4 separate regions of the Mus musculus genome follow, and regions 2, 3 and 4 are each linked to region 1. The links are chromatin contacts, called in public Hi-C and promoter capture Hi-C maps. All regions are on one chromosome and are shown on one strand. Each heading gives the region's core, a stretch centred on a gene start, on an enhancer-like site or on the middle of the called end of the contact. The rest is flanking DNA. Distances are from core to core; before and after follow the strand shown.

Region 1 (3,617 bases), core at 739-3,238:
CCAAAAAACCCAAAAAACTCACTAAATTTGTTTTTAAAGAACTTTTAAATGCTCAAGAGATAATTGGGAGGGAAGGAGGAGGAGACAGGTGTGTGGATTAGTTGTGGTTTGCAGGAGGTGGGATGGGGAGAGGTGGGAGGTGGGCACTGAGTCAGAGGAGGGAGAAGTTCTGGTTGTCACATAATAAAGTGGCCCTGTGCTTGTGGTGGTGTGCTGGGAATCTCAAAAATAGAAGGAAAACTTCACAGAGATGACAAATGCTTGAGCTATGTTTACCCTGATTTAAATCTCTCTCTCTCTCTCTCTCTCTCTCTCTCTCTCTCTCTCTCTGTGTGTGTGTGTGTGTGTGTGTGTGTGTGTGTGTGTGTGTGCTCCTCAAACAGTACTCCACATACCTGTATAACTTTCATGTATCAATTAAACTACATTTACATTAGCAGTAGCAGACGCTGACATTTGTCCCTAGCTGTGAAGTGTTTGGAGGAGGAGGAGCCTTTAATGGGTGGTTAGGCCATGAAGGGTGTTGATGTCTTTTGGAGGGGTGCATTAATTACTGTCATCTAATTAGTTACAAAGAGTGGCGCCTTATGTTTTCTACTCTTCTGGTGCCACCCACCTTTCTCTCTGTTTTCCTGCACACGTTGATGCAGGACAAGGCCCTTGCCATGTGCTGCCTGGTCCTGGCTTCTCCCACCCCCCAGAACAATGAACCAAATAAACTTCTTTCCTTTGCAAATTACCTAGTCCCAGATATTCTGTCATAGCAACAGAAAATGCATTAAGACAATTAGTTACCATGGAAATGTGAATTGCTATGGCAGAGGCCACGTTTCCTTTTCCATATTGGGAGAAGTTTTTTTTTTTTTTTTTTTAATGTAACCCCTCCAGCAGCTCTAGCAACTTGTTTTGGTAAGGCAAGGCTATAGTTCTGAAAAAGCCACTGCCATCTGGTGCTCCTGCTTCTTGAACTTGCCCCACCTCGCCCCGAAACAGCCACCCCACACTTAGGGGGTGAACCTGAAAATCTCTGCTTCTGAAAGGGCCCCAGATGGAGGCAGGACAGAGTCACTCTGCTGGGATAAGCTTCCTTCCTCTGTGAGCCTAGCTGGGGTACTTGAGATTAGACCCTGAGCAGGTGCAGAATCAAAGTATTTGGTTGTAGTGGTTCAGTGAGCAACCTCCTCCTGATAAGATGGTGATGCTGTCTCTGTCAGCCTGACCTGTTGGTGCAGATCACCGGGGCAGGTGCAGTGAGATGTGCGGTTCAGGAAAGGAAGGAGCACGGAAACAAGACTGTAGTTTTGATCTCCAAACCACACCTCTCAGACACTCCTGAGGAAAAAAAAAAAAAAAAAAAAAAAAAAAAAGGAGGGGGGAGGGGCTTCCAACTGCCTGAGCCTGGCATTATCGTCTGGCTAATCTTTAAAGAGTGCTGAACTGCTTTTGGGTTTGGGTTTTGATCATTTAAGGCAGTACTTGGTAGCACGTGCACACACACTTTTTGTACTCGCTGCTACACTGGGGAGTCCTCTGTGTATCTCAATGCGTCGGAATTAGGGCGCCTGGCACGAAGTGCGCGACCTTAGTCAGTATTGTAATAGCCGGTCTGAAGTCTGAAGATGGGGCCTCACGATGCAGAGGCGGGCCAAAGGTGGCGCGAGACTTGTTCCTGGGTCCAACCACCTGTTAAGCAGCAGGCTTACAAGCTTGGGTCAGGAAAGAGATGTCCTGGAGGCGGGGCGGCGAGGGGGCAGGGCCGGGGCCGAGTCCACTCGGAAACTTAAGCTGTGGGCCGGCCAGACCCGCCCTCTCGCCGCCATCTGTCCTCCTGGCGACCCAAGAGAGCAAGTCGCTGCAAGGCGAGGCGCTCCGTGATTCGCGACAGCACATAGTGATTGGCAGGCTTGCCGGCGACTTAACGAGCCGAGTCTCCCTGGGTCGCAGCAGGAATGGAGGGTGGCAGAGGCCCCGCCCAGGCCCCGCCCCCTTTCCCGGGGCCGCGCTGAATGTAGGGCCGCGCGCTCCGCCTGCTCAGCTGGCCGCTGCAATCTCCGCGGTTTCGGAGCAACTTCGCGGCGGGCTGGGAGGCCCAGCACTGCGGCCGGTAAGTTCTTCAGGGTCGTTGTGCCATGGCCTTGGCCTTGGCGTTGGGCGCGCAGTGTCAGGGAGGGTTTCGGAGCGCTGGGTGGCGCTGCTCTCCCGGCCTCAGTTTCCCCTGATGGGTGGCAGAGCCCCAAGTCCACTCCAAGTTGCTAGAAGTTGGAGGCCAGGACTCTCGCTGCTCCACGGAGCCCGAGGCGTCTACTGCCCCAACTGGGCCAGTTGTGCCCAAGCCGTGCGCCTCTCACTCAGCCCTGGAGTCCCGGCACTCCCGCAAATCTCCCTGCATGACCGCGCTGCGGATGGGGACAGCGTGTCGGAGAGGCTGCCCACGCTCCAGAGCTGCCCCATCAAGACCTACATCCCTGGACTCCCTACCCAGGACCATGAAGGACCTGATTCCTGGGGCGCGTGGGGGCTCAGCCCACCCAGGAGCCGTGTGTCTGTTTCTTTCTCTTTCCTGGTCCTCAGAAAAGGAGGTAGGAACCCTTGGGACCCGCCCATAGTTACCCACCCTATTAGGTACCTGCTGGCCATTGTGTGACCCCAGCTCTGGTATGCACCGCACCTAGAGGAACTTAGGTTCTGGTCAGATGAACTGGAAGCCTTCTGGAAAATCTGATCCTGCACTTTTGGGTGTGATGGAGCTGCGTCCTTTCAACGTATTTTGTTAGTTATCTTTATATGAGAGTCCAATAAAACAGCGTTTTAGTTTCTTGGAACTATCTCCCTGACACTGTCACCCTCCACCGTGTACTCGGGCCCCTAGTCCTAGGGGTAGGACTTACAGTTTCCATTGGACACAGAGGCTCAGTAGATTTGGGGCCTGGACAGGACCACACACCTAATGGACAGAGCTAATGAACCTCTACCCCCTCCTCCCACCTCCAATTCCCTCCCCCTCCCCCAGGCAAGCAGGTGCAGCCCTTCCTCTGTCACCTTGGACAAAGACCCCAGGTGGTTGGCTGGGACTTTCCTCTCTAGAATCCAACCCTCACTCGGACCCATGTCCTAGGCTCTTGAAGGCCATGGCGATCACAGGGGCTACCTCCCCAGTTCCCTCACCTGTTGACCTATGTCTCTCTGGTGCTGATGCCATTCGCAGGTACTTTTTCATCTAACTAGGAATCTAGAGAGAGTTTATGTTCCAATTTCTTCCTGAATGTTCCTTGGACCTCCTCAGATACAGGCAGGATTGGGTAGAGATGCCCCTCGCCTTCTTTCCCAGGTACAAGCGTGTAGAACACCCCAGTGCCAGCCTCCCTTATGCCTTCAGAAGGTTTGGGGTTGGTCGCATAGGAGACCTAGTTCAATCTTGGCCCCGAAACACTACACAGATGCCAGACGTGTCCTTGTCCCTGGTGGTGATGCAGTGGCAATGGATAGGAGCGCTGTTCTCTCCAAGGTACCCTTTCTCCCACCTTTCTTACGTTAGAAAGGAGGTTAAAGCCCCCAGCCACATGCCAAGCCACTTCTGAGTCCCCACTTCTTAGTTCTTACTGAGTCCAGTTCCAATC
Region 2 (3,617 bases), core at 434-2,933, 1.9 Mb after region 1:
GGTGGCACAGGCCTTTAATGCCAGCACTTGGGAGGCAGAGGCAGGCGGATTTCTGAGTTCAAGACCAGCCTGGTCTATAGAGTGAGTTCCAGGACAGCCAGGGCTACACAGAGAAACACTGTCTCAAAACAACAACAACAAAAACAAACAACAACAACAAAAAAGATCTCAGACAATTGGAAGATAGCATCAGGTAGATAGATCTCTTTGAGAGTTCAAGGTGAGCCTGATCTACATAGTTGAGTTCCAGAGCTACTGAGTAAGATCCTGTTTGATCTAAACAACCAGACAAAGCCAAAATAACAACAAAAACCCCCAAACAAAAACAAAACCCTCTCTCCTATCTGAAAAGGAGACATTTTAGGCCGGGCAAAGTGGTGCACACCTTTAATCCCAGTATCTGGGAGGCAGAGGCATACAAATCTCTGAGTTTGAGGCTAGTTTGGTCTATATAGTGAATGCCAGGATAACCAGAGCTAACCAAACCAAACCAAAAATAGATCTCAGAAAACAGGTGCTAACGTCTGCAAACCACCAGGGTTCCAGATATACTGAACCCTTTTTGTGGAAACACAAAATACAGCTTAAAACTATTAAAAAAAGAAAAAAGCACCACTCCCCCCAAATATCCCCTACCCTTGTCCTCCATGTATCTCCCTATTGGAGACCCTTTCTGGTTGTACTGGTTAGTTTTGTGTCAACTTGACACAGCTGGAGTTATCACAGAGAAAGGAGCTTCAGTTGGGGAAATGCCTCCACAAGATCCAACTGTAAGGCATTTTCTCAATTAGTGATCAAGTGGGGAGGTCCCCTTGTGATTGGTACCATCTCTGGGCTGGCAGTCTTGGTTCTATAAGAGAGCAGGCTGAGCAAGCCAGGGGAAGCAAGCCAGTAAGGAACATCCCTCCATGGCCTCTGCTCGGCTCCTGCTTCCTGACCTGCTTGAGTTCCAGTCCTGACTTCCTTGGTGATGAACAGCAGCATGGAAGTGTAAGCCGAATAAACCCTTTCCTCCCTAACTTGCTTCTTGATCATGATGTTTGTGCAGGAATAGAAACCCTGACTAAGACACTGGTCATCCTTACCAGACGACTCTTCTGCCTGTCCCTCCTGGGCCCAAACTGCTGGTGCCTGTACCAGACTCCTGGGTTCCTCGAGCACCAGGTTGTCACCAGGCCAGGCCATGTCCCCAACAGGCTTGCTGGGCCTCACTATGTCCATTGGATTTTCTCCAGGGCTGCAGGTGCAGAGACTAGGCAAGTGCACAAAGCCTTCCAAACAGAAACCCCGGAGGGGAAGTGTCTGGGATGTGTCCCAAAGACGGAGCTGAGATAGCTGCTCCCGGGTTTAATGGCAAAATCATCTTCCGCCGCACTTCTTGTGTGATTACGAGGAGTGGGGCGGTGCATAAGTGCGCTTTCCCAGCTGCTTCTCCTTACAGCCCCGCTAGTGAGCTCTGAATTTTGCAGCCCCAGCGTGAAAATACCTTGGGATAATTGCTCTTTGCTGGTGTTGGGCAGGGCGGAGCCAGAGACCGAAAAGTGGGCAGTCATATGGGCGGGGCCTGGGGTGGGCGGGATCGGATTGAGAAGGGAGGCGGGGCCTCGCGGAGACCGGTTGATGGGCGGGGCTACAGATGGGCGGTCCTACAAGACCCAGTCCTGTCAGTCTGCTAGCGCTTCAGAGGAAGATGGCGCCTCGAAGAGAGAGGGTCTCTACGCTGCCCCGGCTCCAACTGCTAGTGCTGTTGTTGCTGCCGCTGATGCTTGTGCCCCAGCCCATAGCAGGCCATGGCGGCAAGTACTCGCGAGAGAAGAACGAGCCGGAGATGGCCGCCAAGCGCGAGTCCGGGGAGGAGTTCCGCATGGAGAAGCTGAACCAGCTATGGGAGAAGGCCAAGCGGGTGAGCGGGGCCAGGGAGACGCGCGGGGATGGGGGCGAGGTGCTGCGTGTGAGCGAAGGAGAGCAGGGCCCTGATTGAGAGGCCAACATAACCTCTGGGACGGGGAACGGCCTACCCTTTGTACAGCCCCCCTTTAAATGTCAGGTGGGCCATCTTGACCTCACTTGTAATAAGAGACCCATAGGCCCTAAAGGAACTTGGTGCTGGTGTCAAGGGCCTGTGGTTGCCTTTAGTGCAATTAGGGACCCTAAAGAATGAGTGACACCCACCCTTCCTAGCTGTGGACACCTCTGCCCAAAAAGCTAATTTTCCAAAGAGCCAATTCAGATGGAGGTAGAGGGGAGGGGGGGCACTTTCTACATGGGGCCAGACTTGGAAGTCTTTTCTTTATCTGTATTTACTCCAATGAAAGAAAAAAAAAAACGGTGCCCTGAGATAAGACTGTATGGAGATTGCAGAAGCCCCAGTTGCTAATGGAGCTGGTTAATTTGGGTAAAGCAGTTCCTTAGGGGATTGGAATTCCTTAGTATAGGTAAACACTACACCCTGTCTGGGGAATGCTGAAGTTAGATTTAGTAGCTATGCTAATCTCTCTTCCTTTTGAAATGGAGATATCCAGAGCCTGAGGGCTGGCCTGGAACTTGGGTCCCCTCCCAGATTACAGTCCTAGGCTAGGACTTGGGCTTTTGTTTAAGTATTCTTTCAGAGCCACACTATCTTCCTCTAGAGCTTGCAGAGGGTTGCCCTTTAGCCCTCCAGCTTAAACATTCCTGAGTTTGAGGGGAGAGTAAATAATTTGCAAACTAAGTGATTTTTTAAAATAAAACCGTGTAGAACTTTGGCCCTGGAGACTTTGGATGGAGAGGTAGTTGGGAGGTTGGCTTCTGGGGAAGGGGAGTGGTGCCTCACAGACAGCTTAGTGGCCAGCCAGTGTCTTTGAGAGACTGCTGCAAGAGGGGGACAAGTGTCCAGCCTGCAAAGGTTTAGGACAGCCCTGTGGCCTGGAAAAGCAGTTCAGCTTTCTGGGGGAAGGGTCCGGGAGCAGAGCTGGGAGTGGCTGTGTGAAGAGCATGGGAGCAGTGGGAACCATCTAGGGTAAAAGGCTGGCTGTCCCTGACCGCCATCTCCAGGGGTGTGCCCACGGGATGAGTGTGCTTCACCTGGGATTACCCAGTAAGATGAGGATGGGGCCACGAAGACATTAGCAGGTACCGTCGAAGACTGTTGGGGAAATGTGGTCTGCTGTCCGTAGATCCTGGGGTCTCTTTCACTCAGAAGGTGGCCCCCAGTCCTCCACATGCACATCCAGGTGACTTTCATCCTCACTCTGTGCCTTGGTGGTCTCCTGGACCTCCACCATGGCCACTGATCAGTGGCAGCATCAGATTATATTTCTGCTGGTTGTCCACAGTCTGATGTCACTGTGCGGACGGCTGCTCTCGTCATCCTGTCTAAGCCTTGGGCTGCACGTCATTCCAGCCCTCCAGCCCTAAAGTTCTGCAGGGGATTTGCGTTCACTTTTTCTGTTGAACGGAGGGGGACATTCGTTCTTCCAGTGGCTTCCCTTACAGGATGTCCTGTGTCTACTCCCTCTACTTCCAAGGAGCCTAGGCCTTGAGGACATAGGTTGAGTTTTGCTGCTTTTCTTTCTAGACAGGGAGGCTTCCAGCTGGGTCCTACCTGCTAGGTCACCTGAGCTCAGGGGGAGAGCACC
Region 3 (3,617 bases), core at 678-3,177, 1.6 Mb before region 1:
TATCAGCTTGTAAAGAGCTTGGAGCTGGTGTTACCCCAGCAGTCTTTGTACCATGCTGAGTGGGAACTTTAGTGTGGTTTAGAAAGGTTATCGCTGTTATCTAAAACAATTCTAGTAAATAAGAAAGTCACAGTCTACACTATCTTCTGTCCCAGAATCCTAGGACAGACCTCTTGCTTGTTGAAAATATCCCTAGCACATCCCTAGGACAGTGCTCGACCAGACCCAGGGAAAGTGTCTTTCATCTGCACAGTGCAGTGAGGTCGCTAGAAGACTAACAGTGGGACTGTTCTGAAATCATAATTGTAGTTAAGGAGCCATGTGTTGCTGGTGGGCAGTTTGGTGGTTCTATGGCAACATCAACAATGCAAATGGGGAAAGCAAACTAAGGACCCCAGGAAGTTGCAGTGTAAAGGCTGGGACAGACAGGTGAATCATTGAGATAGTAGCTGGAAGTCACCACTTTTGAGAGAAATTAACCAGGTGGTACTGGCATTCCTTCTAGGCACCACCCCACAGTTCCCTGCAACAAACAGGTATGCCTGACTCACTATAAAAGGGGCTACTTGCCCCTTCCTCATTCTCTTCTCTTGCTCCCTTCCTCTTCTGTCCCTTTTCTTCCGGATCCCCGCCCCCCCCCCCCAAACCAACTCCAAATGTTCATGGCTGGCCTCTACTCTGTCTTTCTGTCTCTACTATCCCCTCAACTCTCCTCCCCATGTCCTAAATAAGCTATTTCCATATTATACTGTTCTGTGGCTGGTACCTCAGGGGGAGGGGATGCCTCAGTTCAGGATGGGCCCTCAGAGGCACCCCTTTCCCCCACAACATACTGCACCTCCACCAAACATATCCCTGGCTTCTTTTTCTTTTCTTTTCTTTTTTTATATAAAACATAACAGGTGGGATCCCTAGACAAGCAATCCTGGCAAACAAAAGGTCACAGAGGGCAGGGGGTAACATTCATAGAACCTTAAAAATACTAGTCTATCAGCACAAGAGACTAGGTACTAAGGAAAACAGACTTTTCAAAAAATACTGAGGTTCCCACACAGGACCTACCGAGTACACTTAAACTCTTCTCTACGAAACCTGGGCACTCCTATAGGCTATAAATTCATTTAACTGCTAACTAGATGGCAGTTAAGATTAAGATAAGCTAGAGGAGAATCAGGTGGGTGTCCAGGTGAACCAGGAGAGTGGGGTGGGACTGGTCCGCAGGGTAATTAACAAACCTGGCTCCAAAGCAGAAATGGACTTTTTCATTTGCTGCAAATTCCTAAGAGCTCTCCTTTGAAAGCCCACTTTCCGGGTTTCCAACTAGGGCTTCAGAACTTTTCAATCAAGTAACCAGAGGACTTCATCTTGCCCTAATCAAAACCTGCGAGACTCAGAAAATTCCAGGTTTTGCTTTCTTTCCCTCTCCATGAAAAGAATTCCACCCTCACGCCCTCCCCAGAGCGTGTTAGGAAACAACCCCTGCCATCCTTAAGAATTACAGTTCTTTATTCTTGGCTTCTTTGCTACTAGGAAGTTTCATGCAGGAGGGAGAGGGAGTGAGACGGGGAAGTTCCTAAACATACCCAGTGAAAGGCAAACAAACAAAACCCCATACGCCCAGTGGCTTCAAGTCTTTTGCAAGCCGGGGCGCCAAGCTGGCGTTGGAAAGCTCGAGAAAGATCTGCTCCACAAGAAGGCTCCCGGTGCAAAGGCAGACAGCCCAAGAAAAAAAACCCTCCCGCCCCGCACCTACAACCCTCCGCGCCGCCTTTTCACGGGTCGCGTCACGTCACTTCCGGGGCGGGCCCGCAAGCGGGGCGGGGCGGTGTCCGCGCAGGCTCGTGGGGCTGCAGCCTCCGAGCCGAGCGCTTGACTATATATGGTCAAAGCTGGGGGCGAGCCGCGCCGGGGCCGCGCTTCCGGGTTGGGTTGTCCGCAGCGGTAGCGCGCGGGGCAGGCGCGTACGGGTCTCGGAGCCGGGTCTCGGACCGCCCCCTCCGCGCCCGGCACGCCCGGCGCCGCCTTCCGCGCTGTCCCTGGGCTCGGCCACTGCGAGGTTCCACTCGAGCGCAGCGCCGTAACAAGTGGGCGAGGATGCCGTACGAGATCAGTGAGTGCGTGGGCCTCCGCGCGCGGCCGCCGGCTTCTGGGGTCGGGTGCAGGCGGGAGGGCGCGGCCGGGGTCTTGCACGGCCGCGGGGGTGCGGGCCGGGGACCCCGGAGTGGGCGTTGTGGACTGGGCCGGCCGAGCTGCGGGAGGGACCCCGGGGCCTGACCGCCGCCGCCCGGGAAGTCCGCCGGTCGTGCCCGCAGGCGGCAACAGGTGACCGGCTCGGGACCCCCAGCGCTGACTGACTGCAACTCCCTGGGTCCCGCGAGGCCGGGATTGCCCCTCATGCACCGTGCCGGGTTTGTATCTCCCCAGAGAAGGTGTTCGCCAGCCTCCCCCAGGTGGAGCGGGGCGTCTCTAAGATCCTCGGTGGAGACCCCAAGGGCGATCATTTCCTCTACACCAATGGCAAGTGCGTCATCCTAAGAAACATCGATGTGAGTACTCTTGTGCCCGGCGGGGCCTGCTTCCGTCCCTACCCTGCGAGCTACCTTCAGAGTCGGGAAATTCTTGCCCTTCCGCCCCCTCACCTCCCAGTCAGTTGGCCTGGGGAGAGGGGAGCCACGCCCCTTCTGCCCAGGAGCCACACCTTGGAGGCTCAGTGGACTGGACTGGACTGGTGGTGGTGTCATCCACCTCTACCCCCACAGCCCCGTAGACTGGCAAACTAAGACTTGGGTCTCTTCAGTCCTTAGAGCCAAGGGCTTTGAGTCTGCTGCTGCTTGATCATGGGGTGGCTGTTGATTGGCCCTTCCTGAGCCCAGTTTCCGCATTGGGGAAATGGAGATAGGGAAATGATCCTCCACTTCCCCTGGCTGCCTTGGCTGGCTGAATGAGCTGGTCAGCTGTCCTAATGCTGTCTGTACCTGGCATAAATGGAGCACTTGGTAAATGGCCCTTGTGCTTAATCATCCTAATACCCTGGGCTTCCTGGTATGCTAGAGCCCAGGCCTACACACCCTGTCCTCTGAATGCCAACTGTTACAGACTTGAGTCTCTGAGAGGAAACAGGAACTAGTGAATTCCTCTGGATGGTTCTCTGAAAATGACCTGCTGTCCCCAGAGCAGCAGCTTTTTGGGAGGCCCTTGCAAATTCATGTTTTTTTCCTCTGGTTGTTGAAATGAGTCAGTCTGCTGGGCCTCCTCTCCATTTCCAGGATGTGGCTCAAATCTTGTCTCTCCCGTGCTCAGGCCTGAGGAATGGTGTAGGGTAGAAGCTGAAGGCTGGACTTAGGGCTATGCTTGGCAAAGGGCTGCTAGAGGGGTGGAGGGTTTGATTGACTCTTCCACCAAGGCTGTCACCTTCAGCTCCTGCACGCCAGGAACATCATTAGTCAGGTGAAGTAGCTCATGACACCCCTATCCTCCAAGAGCCTCCCAGCTGGCTGAGGGTAGACCCCAGTTTTTTTGTAAAAAGAGGCTGCAGTTTTGAACTGTGGTGGCTGCTGGCTGTGTCTTTGTAAGTCTGGTTAAACCCGACCAGTCATCAGTCCTGTGCTGGCTTCTGA
Region 4 (3,617 bases), core at 412-2,911, 1.1 Mb before region 1:
GAAGCCTTTCTCCCAGGTGGGATTAACCACTGTTTCCCTTGTGCCCTACAGAACACCAGCACGGCTCACGGCAGGGCGTTTGTTTATATTTGCATCTCCTCCACCACTGTAACTATAACTCAACAGTGGAACCCTATTACTCTAAAACAGTGCTGGTCAGAAAGTAAGTACTAGGTAGATGTTTACTGTTGGAGGGAGGGGCATTTATCTGGTTCATACAACCTCCTGTGCTTCAACATTATCTGTAAACAGCCATTCATTGACTTGTGCATATATATATGTGTGTGTGTGTGTGTGTGTAATATTTGAGTATTATCTAGTCTGAGGGCCCATGCCTTCAATCTCAGCACTTGGGAGACAGAAGCAGTCACCTTTCTGTAAGATCAAGGCCAGCCTTGTCTACATGGAAAGACCCTGCCTCAAAAAGAGAAATATCAAGCAATGGATTATGTGCCAAGCAGAGGTGAGTTTACTGGAAAACCAATGAAACTTAAAGTTTAGATCCCCCAGATTTGTACCTTTCAATGCTTTGGGCCATTGTGTGTGTGTGTGTGTGTGTGTCTTTAAAAAGACAGGCAGACTGTATATGACCCCCTGGTACTCCAAAAATAACATTTACCCTAGTGTCATAGACACAAAGGGATATAATGCAAACAATCTTTTTTTTTCCTGTTTAGTGGAATCAATAATTGTTCATTCGTTCAACCATTCATTCATTCAAAGAATACTTACTAAGCAATATTGTCAGTAGCACATACAGAAATACTGTCAACATGTTCCTACCCTTATGGAAAAGATTTCTATGTTGGGGACACAGAAGCCGGTTGTGTCCAGAGAACAGGAAGCAGTTTAGAGGACAGTTACAACACTAGTGTTGCTTAAGTGTTGCCGCTCTGAAGGGAAAAGCTTTTACCCTACACTGGTGATGTCCTAAACCAATCTCAGGAGGTACTGAGTCCTACCTATGCCTGGAGGCAAGGATCAAGGAGCGTTCAGCTGAGCGTGGATTTTATTAAACCCTACGAGCAAGAGGAGGTCCAAACAGATTCGTGGAAGGGCGAGGGGAGATAGTGGTGAGCTTTGCGACAGGAAGTGTCAGACTGTGGGAACTCTTGGCGAACTCACTGCCTCAGAAGGTTATAACCTGATTTCAAGGATATCCAAGCACCTCTAACTTACTTCCTTCAGTGCCCAGATATGCGTCCCTTCGTGAGAATAAACCTGTCGCCACCCTGAGCCAGCTGTTAGGTCGGTGAGACAGACTCTCTGTCTTGCTAGAGACTCCCTGTCTTCACCGAGAGCTAAAGAGATAGGCCCAGTTTGGGGTCCAGGGGCCGCGGAGCGTATGCGCCCCTAGCTCCCGCCCGCCGTTCCCATAGCAACCAGCTTACCACTTCACGGGCCCGGCTGGAGAAGTCTCCCTTGGGCCGAGGGCTTCTGCGGAACAGCTCGTCCCGGCTGCCATCGGCCCCGCCACCCACGGCCACTCCCAGAGCCTTATTCCGCGTCTTCACTGTCTTGACGCTAGCCCGGAAGAGCAGTGTGATGTCCACCGCCATAGCGACCCGCAACCCAGGGCCTGAAGCCGGCCAGGCACACGTCAGCAGCTAGCGACCCCGGCAAGAACTCGGTTGCTGAGGGACGTTCCGATTTCGCACTCCTCCGCCTGGGAACTGTGAGCATAGAAGAAAGGTTCCGCACTCCGCCCGTGTAACGCGGAGAGTGGAGAAAGGTTCCGGCTTTAACCCAGAGCCGGAATTCTCCGTTCCAGACAGCTACCCGCAGTGCATCGGCACCCCTTTCTCCTCTCTGCAAAACTCAGCGGGATCAGACGCTCGGAGATTTCCCAGTCTGGACTTCAGGAACGAAAGCATCGGGAAGCTAGAAAGATCGCTCCCCTTATGATTCTTTAGGAGACGGGCGGGCGGTTTGGTTGACAGGTGGGGAGTATCACACTTTTGACTTTTGTCATCAAGGGATCGCCTTGAGTAACAATGAACTATGACCATCTGAGTTGCAGGAGCTAGGAAAGGGTACGTGTACAGAGGTAGGGGCCAGAGACCTTTTTTCTTCAACCTTCAGCCAGTTCGGTAAAGTGAAGCCAGCGCCTTTCTTGGAATGCACAGAGAATTAAACAGAATGTGTGTATAAAACGTCCTCGTGCTGTTTAACTCTTAGTATACAGCTAGTAGATGTTGCCGTTGTTGATAATATGGTTGTCCTCAGTCGTTTTGTTTTGTTTTGTTTTGTTTTGTTTTGTTTTTCGAGACAGGGTTTCTCTGTGTAGCCTTGACTGTCCTGGAGCTCACTCAGTATACCAGGCTGGCCTCAAACTCAGAAATCCGCCTTCCCCTGCCTCCCAAGTGCTGGGATTAAAGGCACGCGCCACCATGCCCTCAGTCTTCTTACTTATAATGTAGAAGAGGCTTAGAGCAGAGATCCCTGAGCGGGGATGTGGAGAGCAGGAACTTATCAGAGCCAGACGAAAGTGAAGCATTCTGAACTTCATGATATCATGTTAGGTTCCTCCTCAATAAGCACTTTTGAAAAGCGCTCTCTTGAATCATAGTTATCAAAGAGAAAGAATGAAATGGAGAACAGAGTTACGTAATTTGACTAAAGTCAGCTAGTAAAATTTTTCTGAGCACTTGGTTCATGGTTCATTTTATTTTTGTGTGCACCTTTCATTAAAAATACAATTATGCCACTTTCTCTCCTTCCCTTTTCTCCCTCCAGCCTCCTCAAGTCCTCTCCCTCCAATTTCTTCCATGTCTCCCAACTCAATCTCAAGTTGATAGCTTCTTCTTCTTTAATTATTATTGTTGCATATATGTGTAAGTATCCATGGATATGCCAGCACAATCTGCTGAAACTGTTGTTATTGTGTATGTGTCTATGGCTTCAGGGATAATCACGTTGTATTGGACAACCAATTAGAGGGTTCTTCCATGGGATAGGCTAACTTCCCTCTCTCAGCAGCCATAGTTGCCTGTAGTTTCTTGTCCAGGAGTGTGACCCCCATGGTTTAGTTTTAGTTCAATATCAATTTCTCTGGGTTTTGTTTTCCTTATAAAAGGAAGCACACTAAGATGTGTGCTAAAATTAGGCTTTTAACAGTCATCAAGATGAAAAGCTAGTTTCATAATAATCCTAGGATCACATTTGCCTTTACACTTGCATGTTCTAATCAGCTGTATGGTTGAGTTTTCCAAGAGACACTGATCTTACAATAAGCTAATTGCAGAGCAGCTGTCTTCCATTAAGCCAGACTTAAAAGAGAATTGCAAAGATGCAAGTGCCAGTTCTTCTTACCGAGTCTTTTATTGTTTTGAAAACTATTTTCCCTATGAAGATGTTTATGTTAATATTTAATAGATGTACTCTGATTACTTTAGGCAGATAAATATTTCTAAGCTTCTCATTTTATTTCTAATATAGTAACTATCAATAGATAAAATCCAAGCAAGCAACAATTGTTTAAGGACCTACATAATTTTGTAGGAATGTAAAAATTTTCTGATGTTTGAGAACCACAGTATTAAAGGCATATTTAAAAGAAATACATGTCAAGGAAATATTCATGTAACAGAAAAGAAGTAAATGATTTGACATCCAGA

The links. Promoter capture Hi-C pulls out the DNA fragments that hold promoters and counts their contacts. Hi-C and Micro-C count contacts between places; a contact is called where the count stands out from the background.
Region 2: a contact with region 1 is called in a Hi-C map of uterus, with 6 times the contacts expected there. The contact joins the promoter of Lrpap1 here to the promoter of Wfs1 in region 1. A contact is called at or near these places in 1 of 484 Hi-C or Micro-C datasets (uterus) and 1 of 9 other capture datasets (adipose tissue).
Region 3: a contact with region 1 is called in a promoter capture Hi-C map of liver, with 3 times the contacts expected there. The contact joins the promoter of Wdr1 here to the promoter of Wfs1 in region 1. A contact is called at or near these places in 1 of 39 promoter capture datasets (liver) and 1 of 115 datasets of contacts at active chromatin or transcription factors (bone marrow-derived dendritic cells).
Region 4: a contact with region 1 is called in a promoter capture Hi-C map of liver, with 2.4 times the contacts expected there. The contact joins the promoter of Stx18 here to the promoter of Wfs1 in region 1. A contact is called at or near these places in 3 of 39 promoter capture datasets (the 3T3-L1 cell line and liver) and 1 of 115 datasets of contacts at active chromatin or transcription factors (astrocytes).

What each region holds. Positions count from the first base shown.
Region 1 is chr5:36,987,353-36,990,969 of GRCm38.p6, reverse strand. It overlaps Wfs1 (wolframin ER transmembrane glycoprotein), which reads left to right and starts at 1,988. Exons shown (of 8, transcript NM_011716.2): 1 at 1,988-2,104.
Region 2 is chr5:35,103,765-35,107,381 of GRCm38.p6, reverse strand. It overlaps Lrpap1 (low density lipoprotein receptor-related protein associated protein 1), which reads left to right and starts at 1,683. Exons shown (of 8, transcript NM_013587.3): 1 at 1,683-1,903. The coding sequence starts at 1,691.
Region 3 is chr5:38,560,009-38,563,625 of GRCm38.p6, reverse strand. It overlaps Wdr1 (WD repeat domain 1), which reads left to right and starts at 1,927. Exons shown (of 15, transcript NM_011715.3): 1 at 1,927-2,110; 2 at 2,425-2,546. The coding sequence starts at 2,095.
Region 4 is chr5:38,037,274-38,040,890 of GRCm38.p6, reverse strand. Stx18 (syntaxin 18) reads right to left here and starts at 1,661. Exons shown (of 11, transcript NM_026959.3): 1 at 1,392-1,661. The coding sequence starts at 1,559.